2 separate regions of the Mus musculus genome follow, and region 1 is linked to region 2. Evidence: chromatin contacts called from public promoter capture Hi-C data. All regions are on one chromosome and are shown on one strand. The core of a region is the stretch at or near the end of the contact, and the rest is flanking DNA. Distances in the headings are between cores, read along the strand shown.

Region 1 (6,732 bases), core at 4,147-6,646, 660 kb before region 2:
CCACGGGCTCTCAATCCATACTTTACACAACCCCACAAAGCCTGCCTGACCCATCTCATTTCACAGACAAGCACACAGATTCCTGCAGAATCCATCCTTGCTTCAGAGAGGTCTCGGGACCCTCACGGCAGGGCGTGAATGAACTGTGCGAGCCTGGGAGAGCCCATAGATTGGAGTCCTCACCATGGTCCTCCAAGCAAGGACCCAGAGAAGATTAAGTGGGGCTTGATCAAGAGGCTCATGGGGGTCTCAAGATCCCCCTGATATCCCGCTTATTTGTAGATAAGAGTCTGGGGTCCAATGGGGACGATCAACAGTGGCTTCCTGTCCTGGACTCTTGGGCTCAGGGTCCAGCATGGCTATGTGTGGGCAGGAGAGGAGCCAGTCACTTCTAAACCTTGGTGTTTGGGGACGTGTGCTCCTGGGGCTACATTGTCTTCCTAACTTGGGGACCTCTGCTCAGCGAGGAAGAGCCTCAGGGGCCCCACTAAGTGAAGCGACTGTGAGCCTAGCACGTGGGGTGCCAGGTCCTTTCTCAGCCCTCCCACTCCTGGGCACCAGCCTGAAACCTGAATCCTAAGTAGCTCCTGGCAGCGCCTCCTGTCCCAGGCCCAGGGCTCTGGGTGTTGTTCTAATTTATGGGGCCACGGGACCTGGCCTGGCGTCACTCTCTCGGCAGCAAGTGTCGGTGCTCTGCCAAGCTCTGCCGCATACCCTTGACCTCCCGTGGACCCATCCAACAGGGCCTGCCTATTGAGGTTGAAAATGGCAAGCTCAGTCTCATGCTAGGCACTCAGCAACCATCATGCTAGGAACTCAGCAACCATCAACCGCTGTGCTCACATGCTCGCCCCATGGCTCTGTAAGGGGCAGAGCAGGGAGGAGCCACGCCCCCCAATCAAACTGGGAGCCTCAGGAAGACAGGTTGGGAGAGCAGCCTGGGCTCTGCTCCTCCACCACTCCTCAGTCGTGTGGTCTGACTTTATGTCCCTTAAGGATGAAAGGGATAACAGCTCCTTCCCCCCCAAACCCCCTCCCCCGTGACGGTATGGGGGCGGGGCATATGCAAATTACACATACATATTAAATGACATGTAAATATTCGGAAGGTTGCCTGGTGTTCAATAAATGTTAGGGAGCTACATTAAGTAAATAATGGCAAGTGCTCTCTCTTTCTCGTGTGTGTGTGTGTATGTGTGTGTGTGTGTGTGTGTGTGTGTGTGTGTGTGTACACATGTGGGTTTATCTGTGCAGACTCACAGAGGCCAGATGACATAGAGTGTACTTTTCTCTTTTCTATCAATCTCCACCTTATTCTCTCTCTTTCTCCCTCTCTCCTTCTCTCTCTCTTTTTTTTAAGACAATTCACTGTGCAGCCCTGGCTGTCTCGGAATTCACTATGTAAATCAGGCTAACCTGGAGCTCACAGAGATCCACCTGCCTCTGCCATCCAAGTGCTGGAATCAAAGGCATGAGTCCTGCCTCATTTCGTTGAATTGGAGTCTCTCACTGACTTGGAGCTAGGCTGCTAGGCAGTTAGCCCCTGCAAGCCTCCTTTCTCTGCACCGGTGTTTCTGTGGGTGCAGACATTTGGACTCCGGTCTCACTCACTGAGCCATCTCTCCAGCCCAATAATAATAAGATCTTTAAAAGCCAAAAACAGAGCAAAATAAATAATAAATTGTCTCTTTCTACTGTGCCAACAACTTCTAAGTTCCTCAGAGACCTCTCACTCCACAGGAGATAATGGTGGGGACTGGTGTCCGGCTGACAGGCAATTCCTACCAAGACCTAAAGATCTGGAAGAAAGAGGCTCACCTTCCCTTCACCCTCAGCCTTGTGGAGTGGGGCTTGCTTATTCCCCTTTGTGACGTGATGAAAGAATGAGGGGTCCCCACCCTCCTTCCTACATAATTGGATGCGCTACACACAGGTCTTGCTCTGTGGCATCTACTCAGAGGCCCTGGGGTGACAGCATCTCTTGGAGTCCTGAGCCAGAACCTGTGTCTCAGCTAGGGAGGACTCGGTGAGAAGTGGGGCAGGATGAGGTGTCAATGTTTCAAGGGGCAGGGGACTCCCATCCAGGGTGGAGGGTGGCTAGGGGGAAGCATGAGCTCTGAGGTACATGACTCACACCTGTGTCCTGGTTGTCACCGGGCAAATGTATTCCTCTTTCTGAGCCTCTTTTTCTTGGTTTGCAGACCAGGATGCTCAAAAAGCATCTTCCAGGTCTCATTCAGGACCAAGAGGGGCAGTGCATCTTTTCCTAGTGTTAAGACCCCTTCTGGTCCTTTCCACCTGAGAAGAGGCTTGTCCCTACAGATACTGGACATGTCCTGATGAAGGAGGTCCCTTGACACACGACTTTCTTTCCCTGGGACATCTGATATTGTCTGGAGGCATTTTTGGTTGTCATATCGTGTAGGAGTGAGGCTGCGACTCACAGTGGGTAAGCTGAGGCAGGAATACCACTCATTACGTTATACTCTACAGAACAGTCCCTTCAGCAAAGAATTACCTAGAGAGATACTGGGTCTCTGGTCCAGACATGTGCTATCCGGGACAGTGGCCATCAACATAGGTGACTGTGGGACCCTTGCAGAGCAACCAGCAGCTCACTATCACTCCAGATGAACTTTAAGGATCACAAAGCGTCACAGGCGAAGATCAGCAGCTTTCTCATGAACTATCTTCCATGATCACGTATTCCAACGACGGCACTTTGGATACATTGGGCTTAACAAACTATTGCATGAGCATTAAAGTAATTCCATCTCTCTAACGTGTGTGTGTGTGTGTGTGTGCTTTATGTGTGTGCATGTGTTGCAGGTGGGTGTGATAAGTAGACATGGATGCCAGGGGAAGATGCTGGGTGTCCTATGCTGATACTCTCTGCCAGGGGCTCTCACTGACCCTGGAACCGAGCTGATAAGCCCCCAGCGACCTTCTGTCTCTGCTCCCCACAGAGCACAGGAGCACACAGCCACACCTAGCTTTTTACATGGGAACCTGAGGGTCAAGCTGAGATCCTCACGCTAACAGCGACACATTTACCCTCTAAGTCACTTCTCCAGGTCCACCTTTTCTTTTCTTTTGGTTGTTCTGAGACAGGCAGGGTCTTATTAGGTAGCCCTGTCTGGCCGGGAGGTTGCCGTGGCCTCAAGCTCACAGGGCTCCATCCGTGGACATCCTCTGCCTCTCAGGTGCTGGGTTCAAGGCATGCACCACACACCCAGCTTCCAGTACTAATTACAAGAAATAACTTTTATGAGTGTTTCTTAGAGGTGGGGTGGGAGACAAGGTCTCTCTGTGTAGCCTTGGCTGTCCTGGAACTCACTATGTAGACCAGACTAGTCTTGAATAATACAGCGATCCTCCTGCCTCTGCCTCCCATCCCAGTGCTGGGATTACGGGCTGTTTTTTCTCCTTTTTGAGGTACACATGCATGTGTTGGGGGTATACTGAGACAGGGTCATGCTGTGCGGCCCCAGCTGAGCTGGAACTCACTATGTAGTATGAATGAGCCTTCGGCTTGTGGTCCTCGGACCACAGCTTCTGGTGTGTAGGGATTGCAGGTGTGTACCACCACGTCTGGTTAACTTATTTTTTTAAAGGTAGACTATTACAACATTTGCAATGACAACGGTGGCCTGCGTACAGCTTCCTCTGGGCAGGTTATGGTCTAGGTTGTGCTGACTCTTGGTGTTGGGGAACTCTCTGTGAACTGAGTCCTGGCTGAGGCTAGTGGACACCTGTCCCCTTGCCCTCCACTGTGCTGGGCCTCTCTCTGCTTAGGTGGAGCAAGGACAAGGACTTAGGCACAGACCCCCTTTCTTCCTTAGCCCCCAGCAGAGGCAGCATGCCAGTCTTTCAGAGAGTCCCCACAGTGCCCCGGCAGGCAAGCTGACAGGCATGGTGACAACTGTGGCTTAGGGCCCAGGATCCTGGCTTACCCCTTGGCAATGCCCAGTTCAGAGCAGGGAGTGGGGAGAGATGGGCACCCTCCCAGGCCACTGGCGCCTAGACCACACCCCACCCCTGTGTTATAATCCTGCTTTGGGGTCTATATGAAGGCCCACTGAAGTCCAGGCCCAGGTGAAGTGGAGGCTGGGGCTGAGGCTTAAGGGCTAAAGGAGCAGAGAGGGGCCCCGTCTTAGGCTTGCTGAGACCAGCGGGAACCGGGGCCTCCTGTGAAGTGGCCGAGCAGTGGGAAGGAGCTGGAGAGCGGGCAGAAGAGCATGAGGGGGTGCTTAGGTGGGCTTTGGGAGGCTCGGGAGAGTCAGGCGCTTTAGTGTCAGAATGGTCTGGGAACACGGCCCATAGAGGATGTACAGGCACAGAATCTGGCATGCCCCTCCCTCCAGCATGAAGCCCTTCCTCCCTCGCAAGGCAGAACACTGAGAGTGCTCGGAGCAGATGGTGGCTTCAGTGTGGCCTCTCAGGCTGCTCAGACTACTCCTTCCCCATAGCACCTTTCCTAGGTCCCACACTATACCCTATCAGTTTCTCTGGGTTTGTGGGACACACTCTGCGAGATTCCTTCAGCCTTCTGTCTCAGGTACCCTGACCCCCATCGAGCGAGCGTGTGGGCAGAGAAAATGGGGAAGAAACGGGCCCTGGCTCCCAGGGCCATAGCGGGTGGAAAGTGACCCCTCTCTGATCTCAGGGTGAAGTCAGGAAAGGTATTTGGGGACACAGCTCACAGCCAGTGCCCCGGGACAGGCAACCACCAGCAACCCCCCGGAGGGTGAAATCGGATAAGTACCAGGCCAGATTCCACGTGGGCAGTTCCCCTTTGGACAAGTCAGTCCCCAGCACATCCCAGGCTGTTTCTGCTTGCAGGGGTAGGCAGTCCACTGGTGGAGGAGGCTGGGCTGGGGTGAAAGGTCAGCCAAGAAGGAATGGGGGAGTGAAAGGGGCGTGTTACAGAGAGCCCATGTGTGTTAAAGTCACCCAGGAGAGGGGCTGGAAAGACCAGTCATGAGAAGGCTAGATTTAGGGAGTAGTCTCAGAGAGGAGGCTGTGACAGGGGCTGTAACTGTGTGTCTTAGAGGGGCCTCAGGATTGCATGGAAGTGGATCCTGGCCTGGACTCTCTCTGGATTTCTGAGGATCTCGAATTGAGGGGCAACCTGGATACTGGAGCCAGGTCCAGGGTCTCAAGATTTGTGAAGGGTAGGTGAGAGGGTAACTCTCTCTCGGCTCACCTGTAGACATCGGTCCAGAGCTGCGTGCCCAGCACGTACACCGCCTCCACGCGGCTCCCATACTGCAGCCGCACGGTCCGTTCCCGCAGCATATTTTCCCGTATAGGCGGCTGCATTCCGTGCTGCTCCCAGGAATAAGCACCTGCTGCAGGTAAGCCCTCCGCTGCTGCGCCTGCGCTCGCTGCCGAGCAGCCGGCGGCCTTAAGCAGCAGCCGGGGGCGGGGCGTGGGCGGGGCTTCCCGCCGGACTCCTCTTGGATTGGATCTGCAAACCCGTCCGTCAAGCCTGGCCCCGCCCTCCAAGCCCCTCTGCCCGCAAGTTGTCAATTCCTGTTTTCCGTGTTTGGCTTGTTCATTCTTTTATTCAGTAAATTCCCCTTTCTGGACGCTCCCCCTCACCTCCAGCTCCGAGGGGCAGAAAGTGCGAGCAGGAGTAGCCGAAGGGACAGGGCAGGAGTGAATAGGTGGCAACCAAAGCCAGTCTGGGGCCGGAGAATGCTTCTCAGAGGAAACCCTGAGGCTTCTTAAAGATCTTGGCAACACCAGGGGGTGGAGAGGAGCCTCCTGAACACCTTCTGGAAGCTGGACACCCCCCATATTAGATCCACATTGCCATGAGAAATAGGGAGTGGGGTGGAGTGGGGGGAACTGTGGCCCTGGCAGGGACCAGAATGCTAAGCCCAGGCATGAGAGCGACAGCATGAGCCTGGAATGGGGCTATCTGGGAGTGCATTCTGGCTGCCCCAGACAGCGTTGAGCATACTGAGCTGGAGCCAGTAGTGAAGACCCCGGATGGGGCGTGAGAGGACTGGCGAGGAGAGGACTGATCTGTGTGGTGTTTATGGATGGAGATTTGGGTGGCTCCCGGTGGCTGGGAGGATGTGCCTGGTTGAAGGACAATGGGCTGACGGGGCAGAGGATTAGGGCTCCAGCCTGCGACACCAAAAGACGTGCCAAGGTAGAGGTCAATGTATGGTCCTGAAGGCCAAGGTGCACCGTGACATCTAGTGGCAGGGTGGGGTCTGAAGCACTCTGAACCCCACCCTCAGGCCCTTTCTTTCTGAACTCAACCCTGGGGCTATGCAATTTGAGGAAGTGGCTTTTTCGTTAAGGGAATGGAGACTGAAGGGCGGGTGGAGGGGTGAATGTTGGAGAGGGAGGGGGACTGAAGGGAGCCCCAGCAAAGGGCACACTGAATTAAACGCATTGCTCATAGGTATGCCCAGGCACGCCCAGCGGCCCTCGACTCCATCCTTCTCCTCCAGATGCCCAAATTAGGAGATGGTAAAGACCCCAGCTGTTCCTGGGTATCAGGGATCTAGGAGGAATGTGGGTGGAGAAGCAGAGAGCCAGAATCTCAGCCAGAGGGGTCACTGTCTCCTGAAAGGCTTGGGGTTCAGATCCTGGGAGAAGCTGCTAACTTCTGATTGGTCCCTGGGAGAGCGTTCTCCAATCAGGAGGCAGCTTGTGGGAAAGAATCCAAGAGGCACCAGACTGGGAACCCCTGCCCTGCTAAGGTGGGCTCGG
Region 2 (6,506 bases), core at 2,587-5,086:
CTCTGTGTGAGACCCAGTGTGGGGAACCCTGGCCTCCAACTCCCTCATCTGGGTGAATGATACCTAGCACCCCTGTGCGTGTCCTGTGAGGAGATTACCACCTCAGCCCGTGGCGTCCTTTTCTAGGGGAATATGTGGAATCTTGACAATGTAGGTGGGCCAAGTCTGTTAAGGAGGAGATGTAAGGCTTAATTCCAAGTGGCTGGCTCGCAATCGGTTTGGGTATTGCCATCATTTCTGGTTGTGTTTAATTTAGATAAACGGGTCCTGCGTGGGATGTATGCCGGTGGTGTTGATTGCCAGCATAAAGAGAAGCAAGAGAGAGAGAGAGAGAGAGAGAGAGAGAGAGAGAGAGAGAGAGAGAAGCCTGTACCTGGTCCCTATGCCCGTACCTGGTCCCTATGTTCAGAATCTTCTGCCTTACCCTATCTTCACGATTCACCTGGCATCTCTGCAACTTAGTTTCCTTATCTGTAAGTCATGTGTACACAAAGTTGCCATGGAGGACTTCCGTGATGATTAGATGGGAGCCAATAAATGGACACAATGGACTCATGAAAGTTGTCCATCTGGCATGTGTGTGTACTCACACACGAGCCCCTGTGTATGTATGCATGTGGATCCCTGTGGGGTTATTGCAGGTGGCCAAGGAAAGCATGCAAAAGCTCTAGCCTTGAAGTGGATCCTGCATTCAAACCTGAGTCCATCACTAGCTGTTCCCCTGGAAAAGTTGCTGCTTACCTCTCTGTTTCTCATCCATCTCATCTTTAAAATAGGAGTCATGCCGCACACACTGATCTGCTACTGTTTCACAAGCTGAAGTCTCTGACAGCACCCAGCGCACAGAGGCAGGTCCTCATATTCTCTACTCCACCAAGTAGCTCTCCCCAAACCTACAAAGCCCACCCTCTGGAAACAAGGCTGTGAGAGCCAGTGGTACCCTGTCCCTGGAGAAGAGAACTTAAAACTCCATCGTGACCTCCGGGTGTCCATCCCTGGAGCAAGGCGGAGAAGGTTGCTTTTGTGTTAGCACCCTCTGTCGGGAGAGCCCGTGTCAGCACCAAGGACAGAGGATTAGGACCTGCTCACTCTTGCGGGCGGGCAGGCAGATAGCTGCACCTTGGCTGCCTAGAGGCTCACGGTTCCTACTGGACCTGAGCCCAAGAGAGAGGCGTGGTTCACTGTGACTCGAGAGTCTGAGTGCCAGGAGAGCAAACTGCAAGCACCGCCTCTGGCGGGCAGCAGTAGACATAAACTAAATGAAAAGCTTGTGGCTGCCCTGGGTGACTTCTCCTTTGCCTTAGTTTCCCAGAGCCCCCTGTTAACTGACTGTGCTTCCGAGTCACCTTTCTATGCAGCAGAAGAAAGGACTCCAGTGCTGTGGTTTATGGAGCCGAAGGGGCGGGGCTTTTGGCCGAGCTGGGAGGCGGGCTGTTGCTATTATCATTACCATATGGTAATAGGCGTGCTTTGGCAGCCTGGCCCTTCCAAGGGAAACCAACTCTGCACCAGGGCGGAGTAGCGTCACAATCCTGGATCTCTGAGAAGGTTCGTGGCTACAGCTTGCCTCTGAGCACCCACCGAGTACCAGCTTGAGCTCAGAGCTAAGGAACAAACCAACCAGTTATCCAACCTCATTCAGCCTTACATTCATTTTTCCATCCATCCAATACTCAGTGAAGACCTACTATGTGCCACGGGCCAGGGTGAACAGTACTTTCTCCACAGGGTAATGTTCAAGGACAGGGTGGATAGTGAAGATGATTTGGGAATAAAGGTGGGTCCATTAAGGTATAAAAAACTCCAGGCCCAAGATACTCAGCCGTGAAACCAGACTTCCCTGGTTTCAAACTTCTTTTCTCCTTTCCACCCTCTCCACTGACGCCATTCTTAGAGGACTCCGTGGAGACAATACCTTGGCCCTCTTTCCCAGCTGGTTAAGCTTGGGACTGATGGGTAGTTTCACCAATGACCTGCTCCTTTCAGCTCCTCCCCCAAGGACAGTGGTAGGTGGGTGCGGCCGGGAAGCCACGCCCACTTGGCCTTCTGAAGAACTCTTGCCTGTCCTCCTTCACCTGGCTCCATCCTGTTGCACCTAGACTCCAAGAGCATGGAAGGCCACACAGCAATGCATGCATTTCCTGTAAGCCTAGCCCAGCCCGGGAGGGGGGGCGGGGGGGCATCTGGGCTTGGAGCTCCTCAGCCAGGGAACCTCTCACACCGAGGGCTTAGAATCCTGGATAGCTTTTTCCTAAGCCAGAAGCAGAGAGGTGGGAGGGAGAGACTGGCAGGATCAGACAGGCAAGGGTTGTGCTCTTCCCTTGGCTTGCTTAGCGGGGGGTGGGTGGGGGGGAAGCTTTTTTTGGAGGGGAGGGGAGATGCCCTCAAGCTCACCCCTCAGTAGCTTGGGGAAGATGAGACTTGGAGGCGTAGCAAGGGGGAGTGGAGAACAGCCAGGGAAAGGATAAAGGCCCAAGACTCCAGTGTTCAAGCCAGATCCAGCCCAATCAGTCTAGCAACCAATTAGTCTGATTCAAAAAAAAAATACCCACGGAGGGACAAACTGTAATCAAACACCTATTTATAAGGGTTTATTACGATCATTATTATTATTTTACTAAGAGGATCCTTCTAAAGCCTGTCAGGTGAACGTATTCGCTCAGATCTAAATAAATGCAAATCGCTCCTTCCCTGGAGCAGGGAGGCTGAGCGACCCTGAACTGCAGCTAGCTAGCTAGCTGCCTTGAAAGGCCATGTGCTGACAAGGCTGCAGAGGGTAAGGAGGAGAGTGGGTCACTCCGTGGGGCATCCTGGCACAAGTCTTTCCTAGTAGCACCTGCCAGGCCATTACTCACTGCCCACCCCTCTCCCAAGGCCTGCAGCCAGTGGGGCTGCCAGTGTACCCATTGCCCGGCTAAGTAAACTGAGCAACAAGGATGCAGCAGCTTAGTAAAGATAGGGGAGCTGGGACTTCCCTGGAGAATGCAGCATAAGGAGACCTGGGTCCTGGTTTGGGGGCTCAGAGTCACTCTCTGGTTCTGCTGTTCATTCTGGAACTTGACGATCTAACTCCTGGTTCCACCACCCCCACCACCACCCTAAGAGCTAGGAGCACCTGCCTCTTCCTCACGTGGGAGACCCCACAGCCCAGGCTCAATAGTGCGTGAGCGATCAAAGCGACGATCTGACACAAGTTTCAACCCCACCCCGGTTCTCAGGTGGAGGAGCTGGGGTGTCAGCCCTGATTTTTTTTTTAAGGTGACATCTTGGTCTCAGAAGAAAAAGTCGATGCCTCCCTTGCCCGGTCCAGCCTGCACATACAATGCAGCTGTTCTGCGCGGGGCGCGGGCTGGAGGGTAGCCCTTATTTGTGGAACACTGAAGCTCTGAAGCCCCTAAGGACGACGTTCATAGGTGTCAAAGCAAGCCCTGAGGACCTACATCCCTCCGGGGAAAGCATCTCTCTCTCCTGGAAGGAGGAAGGGTGCTTGCATCCACCAAGCGGAGGAAAGGGGCGTCCAGGGACACGTCCAGGTGGAGGGGTGGGGAGGGCGATTCGGGTGGAGCGAAGCTTGGTGTGTGTGTATGGGAGGATGCAGCTCACAAGCAAGCAGTTGTGATGAGATGGGGGTGGGGGGAGCAGAGGGTAGAAGCCGAGAGGGAGGGGGGCGAGTTCTCCTCTCTGCAATAAATCGGCTTAGCGGACGAGAGCCGAACAGCCCAGAACGGATTAAAGAAAAGTCTGTAGAATACGGCAGCGAGCGCAGCGCGGGGGGTGGGGGGGGGCGGGGGCGGGGCGGCAGGAAAGGAGGGAGAGGAGGGGGCGCGAGAAGAGCGAGCGCGGGGCAGAGCGCGGCGGCGCGGGCAGAGCTTCGGCTCCAAACTCCGCCACTGCCGCCACGGATCCGACTCCGGCCGCCGTGGCCGCCTATCGCAGCCAACCAGCCGGGAGCAGCTGCGCGCCCCAGCCAGGTCCGGTGCAGCCCGGAGCAGCCAGTGCGTCTGGTGCAGCCCGGAGCATCCTATTACAGCCCAGAGTAGCCTGGTGGTGCAGCCCGGAGCATCCCGGTACAGCCCAGAGCAGCCCCGGGTAGCCTGGCGGCCGGGCTACAGTAGCATGGGGACCTCCCCTCGGCTCTCCTCGCCTCTCGTCACCGCCACGGCCGGCGGCCCGGGTCACAAGCGCTTCTGAGCCCATGGCGAGGGGACCCACCGCCGCCACTGCGATCGCTGCCGCCGCCGCCGCCTCGGCCAGCGCCGCCAGCTTCTGGACACCATGCAAGCTGCTCCAAGCCTCCGCCGCGCTTCCTGCCTGCTGCTCGCCGCGATTCTGGACCTGGCACGCGGTGAGTGTGCGGGCGCCCGCGGAAGCCCGGGGCCGGGGGATGCGCGCAAAGACCGAGAAGGGCGCGGGCCCGGATGGCTCTGGGAGTCTCGGGCTGTAGGCACAGTCCAGGAGGGCTTCCGTGCAGCGAAGAGAGGATAGATCTTTTGGAGAAAGCTCTCGTGGGTCTGTGCCAGTGGTGTGTGTGTGTGTGTGTGTGTGTGTGTGTGTGTGTGTGTGTGTGTGTGTGTGTGTGTCTTTGTTGGGTCTGTGAGTGTCCGAGAATCAGCTATGTTTGGAGAGGGCACGGGAGTACATTTAGATGTGGCTGTGTGATGGTGTGTGTGTGAGAGAGGTAACAGAGAGTCTAGATCAGTTGCATGGAGAGGTGAGAGAGAAAGTCTGAGTGTTTGGGGGTGTGAACTCCTTCAGGAGGGTAAGTGTGTGAGCGTCGCGGCATGTGGGAGCCTGTTAAGGAAAGGGTGTTTGAGGTGTGGCGGTTCACGCCGATCCCCGGTGTGCTGCCTGGTCTCTAGAGGGCTGTGTGACAGCCGGTGACTGTATTTCTGTTAGAGCTGGACAGGAGTGTACCCAGCTACACGTGGAAGTACAGGACTTGAGGTCCTAGAAGCTCTGGGTTTGGGAGCAGGTGCAGATCGAGGGAACTTGGGCAGGGAACTGTGAGCACATCTGGGGCTGGAGGAGTTTCAACAGTATGGCTCGCATCTGTGTGTGAGTGTGTGTGTGTGTCCCGCATGGGCTTGGTCATGGCCTAGGCTGAACCAGATGGAAGGAAACTGGAGCTCAAAGGCTTGCCCAGAGCCAGCAGTGCGGAGCAGTTCTAGAGTGTATGGTTAGGGCTACCTGGGAGGAGGGGCACCCTGCCCAGCGCCGCCCTCTGGTGGGTCTTAAATGATATGGAAGTCGAACTTGACGCCCCAGTGCCTTCCGGGCAGGGAACAGGGAGCAGATGCCAGCCCAGCAGGGCGGAGGCAGGGCCAACAGAGTCATAGGTGGGGGATTCCAGAGGGTGGGGGCGGGGGTGGGGGTAGGGGGTGGGGGAAGCTCCTTCTCCAGGTCAAGTCACAACCAACCACCGGTGTTGAAATCAGAGCGTGGCCACCCTGGGAGGTGGGAGAGTGGAAAAAGTAGGCATTGTCTCGGATGGAGCCTTGGCCTCTGTCCCATTTAGGCCGCGGTGGAGGGTCAATTCTTGTCCCGCAAACTGAGAAAAACCTATATGAGCTCTGAAATTGTCCTCCAAGGGGCGTGCCTCTAAAATAACCTACACCCTCCGACCGCCTGAGTCTTTGAAGAGAGAGCTTGGTCCGCTGATGGGAGAATTTGAGCCTTGGGAGGTGGTCCTGTAGGCAGTGGGGGAGGAGCTGGTGGAGACCCAAAGGAATGTCAGGCAGGTACTTTGTCCCTCCTACCCTCTCTGGGTGCCAATACTTTCTGAAGTATATTAAATCTCTCTGTAACTTTGGGGACAAGAGCTCCCCCTTTGAGATGGATGTCTCTAGAGGGAAGGATTCCAAGTGGGAGGCTCCGGGTTCCAGCGCCACCGAGAAGACGCTAGACGTTGTAGAAAGGCACGGGAGCCCTCACCTGGACGCTGCAGGGAGCAGGATTGGGGGTTGGGGCCCGAACGGGAAGCTCCCCTTCTTCTCAACCTGGGATGCACACGGTGTAACGAAGAGGGGGAGGGGAGGGGAAGAACCGGGTGGGAAACCCCGACTGCGTCAGGACCCCACCCTGCGAGCTGGCGCCTGAGCGGCTTGGCTGCGGAGAGCTATTCCGGCGCCCTGGAGCTTTGACTCGGCTCGCTAGCTTCTGCAGGCTGCGGGAAGGGCTTGCTCCGGGCGCCAGGGTGAACGCGTGGAACCAGGGCACGTGGGTGGGGGTACACGCCTCCTTTCAGCTCTGCAGGCCCAGATCTCGGACTCGAAACTTGTGCTGGGCTCAGGGACCCCCGAGGCTCCAAGGCTCTTCTTCTCTATAGGGGTGTGAAATCCTCTGGGTGGGATCCAGTTTCCCTTTCCAGGCTAGGTGCCACCTTGCCAGGTGGGAGCAAAGGGAGAGTCCTCGCGAGCGTGAGCGGCGGGCTGGGCCAGAGGAGGGCGCCCTTTTAGCAGGCGGTGGTGATGCCCACGATTTGTGCACCTGGCGTAGCCAGGGGTATG

The links. Promoter capture Hi-C pulls out the DNA fragments that hold promoters and counts their contacts.
Region 1: a promoter capture Hi-C map of liver shows a contact between it and region 2, with 6 times the contacts expected there. The contact joins the promoter of Padi2 here to the promoter of Igsf21 in region 2. A contact is called at or near these places in 4 of 39 promoter capture datasets (the 3T3-L1 cell line, hippocampal neurons and liver), 2 of 484 Hi-C or Micro-C datasets (both in cortical neurons) and 2 of 115 datasets of contacts at active chromatin or transcription factors (embryonic forebrain and embryonic stem cells).

Annotation. Positions count from the first base shown.
Region 1 is chr4:140,905,024-140,911,755 of GRCm38.p6, reverse strand. Padi2 (peptidyl arginine deiminase, type II) reads right to left here and starts at 5,396. Exons shown (of 16, transcript NM_008812.2): 1 at 5,207-5,396. The coding sequence starts at 5,322. It overlaps Gm46719 (a long non-coding RNA gene), which reads left to right and starts at 1,902. Exons shown (of 2, transcript XR_001784481.2): 1 at 1,902-2,026; 2 at 2,494-2,782.
Region 2 is chr4:140,244,141-140,250,646 of GRCm38.p6, reverse strand. Igsf21 (immunoglobulin superfamily, member 21) reads left to right here and starts at 3,836. Exons shown (of 10, transcript NM_198610.2): 1 at 3,836-4,345. The coding sequence starts at 4,276.